Regions from separate parts of the Sus scrofa genome. Here region 2 is linked to region 1. The links are chromatin contacts, called in public Hi-C maps. All regions are on one chromosome and are shown on one strand. The core of a region is the stretch at or near the end of the contact, and the rest is flanking DNA. Distances in the headings are between cores, read along the strand shown.

What was found. A called contact is a pair of places that touch in the nucleus more often than the background predicts.
Region 2: a contact with region 1 is called in a Hi-C map of heart right ventricle, with 2.1 times the contacts expected there. The contact joins the promoter of C14H12orf49 here to the promoter of HRK in region 1. A contact is called at or near these places in 2 of 47 Hi-C or Micro-C datasets (embryonic fibroblasts and heart right ventricle).

The regions. Positions count from the first base shown.
Region 1 is chr14:35,610,556-35,614,248 of Sscrofa11.1, reverse strand. HRK (activator of apoptosis harakiri) reads right to left here and starts at 1,329. Exons shown (of 2, transcript XM_003359104.4): 1 at 843-1,329. The coding sequence starts at 1,174. The coding sequence ends at 899. It overlaps FBXW8 (F-box/WD repeat-containing protein 8), which reads left to right and starts at 524. Exons shown (of 11, transcript XM_013990336.2): 1 at 524-656. The coding sequence starts at 612.
Region 2 is chr14:35,703,855-35,707,403 of Sscrofa11.1, reverse strand. C14H12orf49 (UPF0454 protein C12orf49 homolog) reads right to left here and starts at 1,499. Exons shown (of 6, transcript XM_013990355.2): 1 at 1,230-1,499. The coding sequence starts at 1,340. It overlaps RNFT2 (RING finger and transmembrane domain-containing protein 2), which reads left to right and starts at 1,609. Exons shown (of 11, transcript XM_003132893.6): 1 at 1,609-1,784.

The sequences.
Region 1 (3,693 bases), core at 80-2,579:
ACCAAACGGCTAGGCGCGCAATACTCACTCCCCACCCCCACAACCTATCCTACTGCAGGCTCTTAACAGGGCCTCGAACCCAAAGTGAGCACAGTTAATGCTCTTTCTTAAAGGCTTCCCCCTGGAGTTTCCCGAAAAGTCTGAGATCCCACATCACTTAGGGGGCATCTCCTTCATCTCAGCTCCCTCTATCCCGCGAAGAGGAGGGCAAGCTCCTTAAAAGGGACACCTCGCTGGAGAAGGAGTGAAGTTGGCAGAGCGGAGGAAAACTGCAAAGTTTTAGGGAGAAAGACGGAGGGGGAGGAAGTCACGAGATGCGCTTGGGGCGCGGGAGGACGAGCAACAGAAACTGGAGAAGTGATACTTAGGGAGAAGGAGGTTTGGGGCGGAGGTGATGGAGAGGGTGGCGAGTTAGGAACGGCAGGCGGCTTGGAAGAGGACCGAGGACTCGTCTTGAAACCGCGATAGTTTATAATGCGTTGGCGTGGCCTGTAACTCTGTTCTCATAGCAAGCACACTTTTAATTTGCATTGTGTGTTTGTTTGAAGGGGTGATGAGGCTTACGGAGGCTGAAGTCCTTCCAAAGCCACTCGGATGGAGGGAGTGGCAAGATGCTCTTAAGGAGTCGGAGAGAAGGGGCAGCAGCGGTGGACTCGGTAGGTACTTGGAAGGAGAGATGGGATCTCCCAAGGAGAGGGACAGAGATCCTTGCGAAAGAATGGAGCAGAGGAAGAGGAGATGGGAAGGGAAGAGAGCTAAACTTGCGGTTCTCCAGCTCCCAACCCAGCCCCAGGTCTCCAATCCCCCAGCTGCCGCGCCCTGGCGGTCGCTTGCTCACGTACCTGTTGCTCGCTCCGGCTGGGTCTCGGCTCCGGCCCCACCATGAAGCCCCGCGTTCCTACAAGTTCCGCCTGCCGAGCAGCCAGGCTGCCAGCGCCGCCACCTGCGCGGCCGCGCACAGCCAGGGCCAGTAGGTGGGGAGCGCGCCGGGCGCCGGCGCCCTCCGGCTCCGCGCGCTGCGCCGCCACATGGTGCGCTGGTGCAGCTCGTCGCCGAGCGCCTTGAGCCGGGCGGCAGTGAGCTGCGCGGCGGAGGAGCGCAGACCCAGGCGGCTCGCGCTGCAAGCGCACACGGCTGGGGGGCCGCGGCCGCGGTGCAGGGGGCACGGACACATGACCGCTCGCCTCGGTCCCTCCCCGCGTCGGGCCGCCCCTCGCCTCCTCTCGCTTCGGCCTCTGCGCCTGCCTCCGCCGCGCTCCAGCCGCCGGGGGCCTACCCTGGACACCAAGTTTCTCCTTGTGTTGTGCGTTTGTTGTGCTGACGGCGCTATTATTAATTAAAGTGTCACATGGTGGAGGGGGGCGGGGAGGGCGCGGGGAGGGGGGTTACATCATCCGGCCCCCCGGGGGTGGGGGGGCTGCAGGCAGAAGAAACCGAGAGGTAACTTTTAACCCTAGCGGCGCCGGCCGCGAGGGGGTTTTCGGGTTGGGAAGCGAGGAGCGCGGGGCTCTGGGACGCGGGAAAGCACCCGGCTGCGGGGCTCTCGGGCTTGGGGGTCGCGGGAGACCCCCGCGGAGGCGGGGAGCGCCAGGGAAGATTTTCTCTCCGTTTTTTCTGAATTCAGCTTCAATTCCGATTTGGCGAGAGGAGTAGGCTTGTTTGCCGTTTTGGATGAAGCTGATATCGAATTCAGCTGCATTATTCAAAAAATGTTCCGAGGCTATTGTTTTGTTTGGGGCGGTAGGTCGATTCAAAATCTCATGAGAGGGCCAGATTCAACCCAATTTGCTTACTTTCAGGTCTGACTCCGCACCTGTAGGTTGCGGATCAGCCGATACACACCCGACTCCCCATCTAAGTTAGGGTGGATGAGAGACTCTAAAGAGCCCCTAGCTCCCCTAGAAACGTTGATGGACGCAGGGGTGAGGAGGGTTAGGGAGTCGGCCCTTAGCCTCAGCGATTCGCAAGCACACCGCGCTTCAATCCCAAAGACCCTCGCAAGGGGTTTTCCAGAAGGAACTTTGTTTTGTTTGCTCCCTTTGTGAATTTTATTTGCCTGTTGGGGTTAATGATCCGGATTTAATGCTCAGTGGAGACTCTTAAGGGATTGGTGGGGTCGAGGATGCGGGGTGCAGGGGACTTCAGCCCCTTTCTCTCCAATCGTAGAATGGTTTTATACTGTCCCCATGCTCCTCCAGACTAGAAAACGTGAAGTTGTCTCTGCTGGTGAAGGAATAGAAGGGCGAGGGGCTCTTAGGATTCTTTGGGGAGCAAGTGAGACTTTCACCTGTCTTCAAAGCACTGGGATTCAGAAAATTGGAGGATCTCAGAGGTGGCTCCAAGCCAGCCTCCTAGGTCCTGATAAGGCAGCTCTGAGCCTCTTCTTCCCACCAGCAGAGTGCTGCCACTTGGAAAAGATTCTTCAAGAGTGTGAATTTAGAATGGGTCTGACTTTATCATGGAGAGATTTCTGCTTGGCCTGCAACTTGGTCAGAGCTCAGATCCCAGCCCTGCCCTGTGATCCTGGTGGCTCTTAGACCCATCCAGCTGCAGTTCTCCTACCCTTAATAACTGTGAACACTTATCAAGTGTCCTTCTATGTAGGTTACTTGGCTAAAGCCCCTGCCTACACTGCCTAAAGTGCGTTTCCCAATTGTAGACTGGTAAGAGTGTGCCATTACTATCCTATTTTATAGATAAGGAAACTGAGGCACAGGGAGGTGAGGTCTCTTGGCCGAGATCACAGAGTTAGTGAGTAATAACCCCAGATCTAAAGGAAGGCGGTATGCTGAAGGCTCTAAATTCTGAACTATGGTTTTATACTGCCCCCTGTAATCTGGGAATAATAATACCTCCCTCCCAGGATTGGGGCAGAGATTAAATGAGAGAAATGTATGCCAAGCACCTGGCAAGCAGCAGGCCCTGGATAAACCTTGGTTCCCTTTGCTTCTGGCTAGAACCAGTTCCCCATTCTCCTGGGACTCACCTCCTTAATCCCCTCTAGTCTTTGCAGAGGGGAACTGATCCATTGCCCGGTGTAGCGTTCCAAGAATGAAGATACAGTGTCTATTTAAAAAGCCCTTTGGATTTAAATTGAACAATTCCCTCCCCCCCTTTTTAATCTGCACGCTTTTAACGGCTCACTTCATGGACATTAATTTTAATGGGACGATTATTACCCTGTTTGGAAGCCTGCCCCTCGAAATGCTGGGCTCGTGAGGTGGCGCTGGGTCGGGTCCCAGCAGCTTGGATGTTTTCTGTAGCAGAGAGAGTGCAGCCTTGGCCGTGGGGACCTGTCACTGAGCAGAGGGAGAAGAAGAGACGGTGATGGATAAGTGGCGGAGAAGAGAAAACCTTCTCTCCCCCAACATTCTGCAGGTGACATTCAGTCCTTAATTTGCTCACCTTGGAGTGGGCCTTATTCCACCATTCACTGATGGAGAAACTTGACCTTGAGATGAGGTTTTTGGAAGCGTCCATTTCCTCACAATGTTAAATAAGATCATACCAGGAAGCCCTGAGCACACTGCCCAGCACGTTGAGCATTTAATAAATGTTGCCTAGAAGTTCTCTTGTGGCTTGGCAGGTTAAGAATCTGGTGTTGTTGCTGAAACAGCTCGGGTTGCTGCTGTGGTACAGGTTTGATCCCTGACCTGGGAACTTCCGCATGCTGTGGGTGTGGCCAAGAAAAAA
Region 2 (3,549 bases), core at 250-2,749, 93 kb before region 1:
GTAGGTTACAGATCCTGCACTCTCGCAGCTATGGCTTAGGTCACAGCTAATGCTCAGGATTGGTTCCCTGGCCCAGGAATCCACATGCCTCGGGGTGGCCAAAAAAAAAAAAAAAAAATCAGTTTTCTGGATGGCCTAGGCTAGAGCTAATACTTAAACCAACGGTGCTAGAGATCAGCTGGGTTAGGTGGGAGCAAGGCGGAGGAGTGAGTCCTGGCTCACTACAGCACCCATAGGTCCACCAGACAGAAGAGGAACAAGTGACCATGAAACAATGTCTGTGAAGTGGCAGTAAACTCAAGTCCCAGAAGCATTTAGTTCACAAGAATGCCAACAACTCCTGCTAGTCAACAAAAGAGGCTCACAACACTCAGCCTCTCCGTTTGTCTGAGGCAGGAGGTGGGATACAGGTTCTCTGTCTTCCCTTTTCATCGCTCCTCCACCAATCTGCTTAAACTAGCGTAACCTTATCATTTAGCATTTATTCTCCTCCATTCACTGATAAATTTTACTTAGGAACTTGACCCTTGAGAACGAAAAGGGGAACTGTCCTCTAACTCTATCAGAGCAGTAGCATGAATCAAGGTTGTGCTGGATACACCCTGGCATAGGCTCACCCTTTCTAAGAGCCCAAACGCTATAACTGTACTTCTAAACTTAAAATGCTCTTGCTAACACGTCCCTCCAAAGCACCCCGACGTTTCTCCCAAAAATTCTCACAGGGAAGAAAAACGAAAAGGATGAGAAGCGAAAAGAAAATTCTACCTAACCTCATTATGCATAGAAAAGGGCACCTCGTGCTTCCTGTGGAGTCTCCCTGAGCCCCTAGTTAAACGAAAACCGAGTACACCAGGGCTGGCCTCGTAGTTCGGCCCAGGCATCTCACCTTTCTCAGGCTCAGCTTCCCCCGCCGTAACACGGGGACACCACTGCCCAGACCTGCCGTGGAGATGGAGGAAGAAATGCACGCCCCTGTTTAGCTCAGTCCCTGGCAGGTGGGAAGCAGGTAAGCAACCGACAAGGCGACAACAAGCACAGCGTAAGGGTCCACAGCACCGGGTCGAGTCCCAGCTCTGCCCTCAGCCTACCAACGAGAGAGGCAGCTCCCTTCACCCATCCTCAGTCCTGGGACAGGAACGCCCACCTCTCCGGCCCAGCTCAGTGGACACTCAGGCAGCGCTGCCGCAGAGGTAGCTACCCCAACCCGGGGAGAGAGGGCGACCACTGACCTGCTTGAAGGTGCTAGTGAGGAAGTAGACGAGCGAGAGCCCGAAGACCAAGGCGAGCACCCACCTCTTCCTCAGGAGGCGGCGCCACACCATGGCCGCCAGGTTGACCATCCCGGCGCGGAGCGGGGCAGGCCCGGGGCCCGGGCGGCATGGCCCCTACACGGGCGGGAGCCCCATCACTCGAGGCGGGCGCCGATCCCGCGGCCCCCAGCCCAGCCAGCTCCCGGCAGCCACCCCGCGCCTCCCCACGTGACCTCTCCCCACGCCCCGCCTCCGTTCCTCTCGCGTCACCCACCGGTCTCGCTCCGCCTTCTCCTCATTGGTCAATGCAGACAGGCGGCTTCCTATTGGCTGAATCCTAGCAAGGGGGCGGGCAATCGTGTGCGTGAGACCCCTGGAGCTGTGCCCGGTTGTTAGCGCCGGGCGGGGCAACCTGAGAAAGAACCTGAGGAGAGGCCGGAAGCTCTCGGAAGTCAGGTGTTTCCCTGGCGGTGAGAGTGATTGGTTTGGAAGGACGTGAATGATGCTGAGGTGACTGCTGAACTGTCTGGGCAGGTAACAAGAGAACGCTATTTTTTTTTCTCTCCCTGGCATGGTTAGTGTAATCTCATGCCCTTGCAGTCCTAAGGGCGTTTCGCGCTCAACGTTGGTTGCGGTAATAAAAACGCTGGCGGTATTGTACCCGAAGTGCACCTGCCTGCTTCCAACGCAAGTGATGCAGGAGATGTTCTCCTGTGTGCATTTCGGTGCAGTAGTGTAACGGCCCGGGGATGCAACTTAAAACATCTCATACATTGAAAACTCTTGGTTAAATCCTTCTGAGTGCGATGAATGGAGCAGAGGGTGAAAAGGCATTTCATTCGGTCATTCAGATGCATCCCACGTGTAAAAATCTTATTCCAGAATTCAGTATTGGAATAATTAGGTACGGCCTGCTTCCAACAGAAAATCTGAAGCCCCTAAAAAGCACGCATCTGAAAATGGAATCTTGGGTATTTGATTTAGGAAGCTGTGTCAAATTTGTGGCTAGAAATTTGAGATTCTGTATTTTATTTTTCCCAAGGGTTTGCACGAGATGAGGAATCATTAACGGAATGGGTGGGGGGGGGGGATCGTTAAGCCAAGATTGCATGTTCTTGAAAAATATTTACAGGATGAGTTTTCCTTCATGTATGAAGATGGTGCTACTGACCCACTTCGTGGCTGATTTTCCAACAGAGAAAGGAGACTCTCTAATCAGGGGCCCTGGTAATGTCCCCTGAAGAAGGCTGGTTAGGATCAGGTGGTTATTCAACAGTCAAGGATGGTGCCCTGAACTGAGAGTCAGATACCATCTTTTGTTCTTGTACAAGAAAATATTCAAGGAACTGAAACCTGTTCATATAAAGTCTCTGGCCTTTATTTCTTCTATAGGGTGAAAGGTCAGGGAGGGAACAAGGGATAGAAAAAGGTAAGTGAAAGACCCACTGATGTTTTATTCATTGAATACTTGTTGAGTGCTCCTCTGTGCCAGGCAGTGTTCTAGATGCAGAGGTGCAGGGGCAAGCCAGGCAGGTGAATCTTTGCTTTTGTGGTATTTACATTCTCACAGGGGACAGATCATAAATAAATAAACAAACATGTAAATAAGTGGTAAGTGCTATGAAGAATGTAAAACAGGGCAATGTATGTTGAATCAGGAGGGTGAGAGGAGAAGGCCTCTGGAAAGAGGTGGCATTTGATGAGGGAGCCAGCCAGAAGGAAAAGCATTCTAGGAAGAGGGAACAGCAAGTACAAAGACCCTGAGGCAGGGACAAGCTGACATGTTTGAAAAATGAAAAGGCCAGTGTGGAGTTCCTGTCATGGCTCAGTGGTTAATAAACCCGACTAGTATCCATGAGGATGTGGGTTCGATCCCTGGCCTTGCTCAATGGGTTAAGGATCTGACGTTGCCTTGAGCTATGGTATAGGTTGCAGACTCGGCTCAGATCTCGAGTGGCTGTGGATGTGGTGTAGGCCAGCAGCTGTAGCTCTGATCAGACCCCTAGCCTGGGAACCTCCATATGCCAAGGGCGAGGCCCTAAAAAAGAAAAAAAAGAAAAGGCTAGTGTAGTTGAAAGAGAGTAGTTAAAGAGAGAGTGGAGGAAAATGAAACTGGAAACAGGTGAGGCTTGTAGGCAGCACCTGTGGGCCAGGAACAGCACTTGGATTTTATTCTGATTGCAGTGGGCAGCCTTTGGAGGGCCTAAAACATATTTTCTGTATTCCCCAATCAGGACTCAGAGTTTGACAATAGGACAAAATAGATTAAGATCATAATTGTCGTCAGGAGTACCAAAGA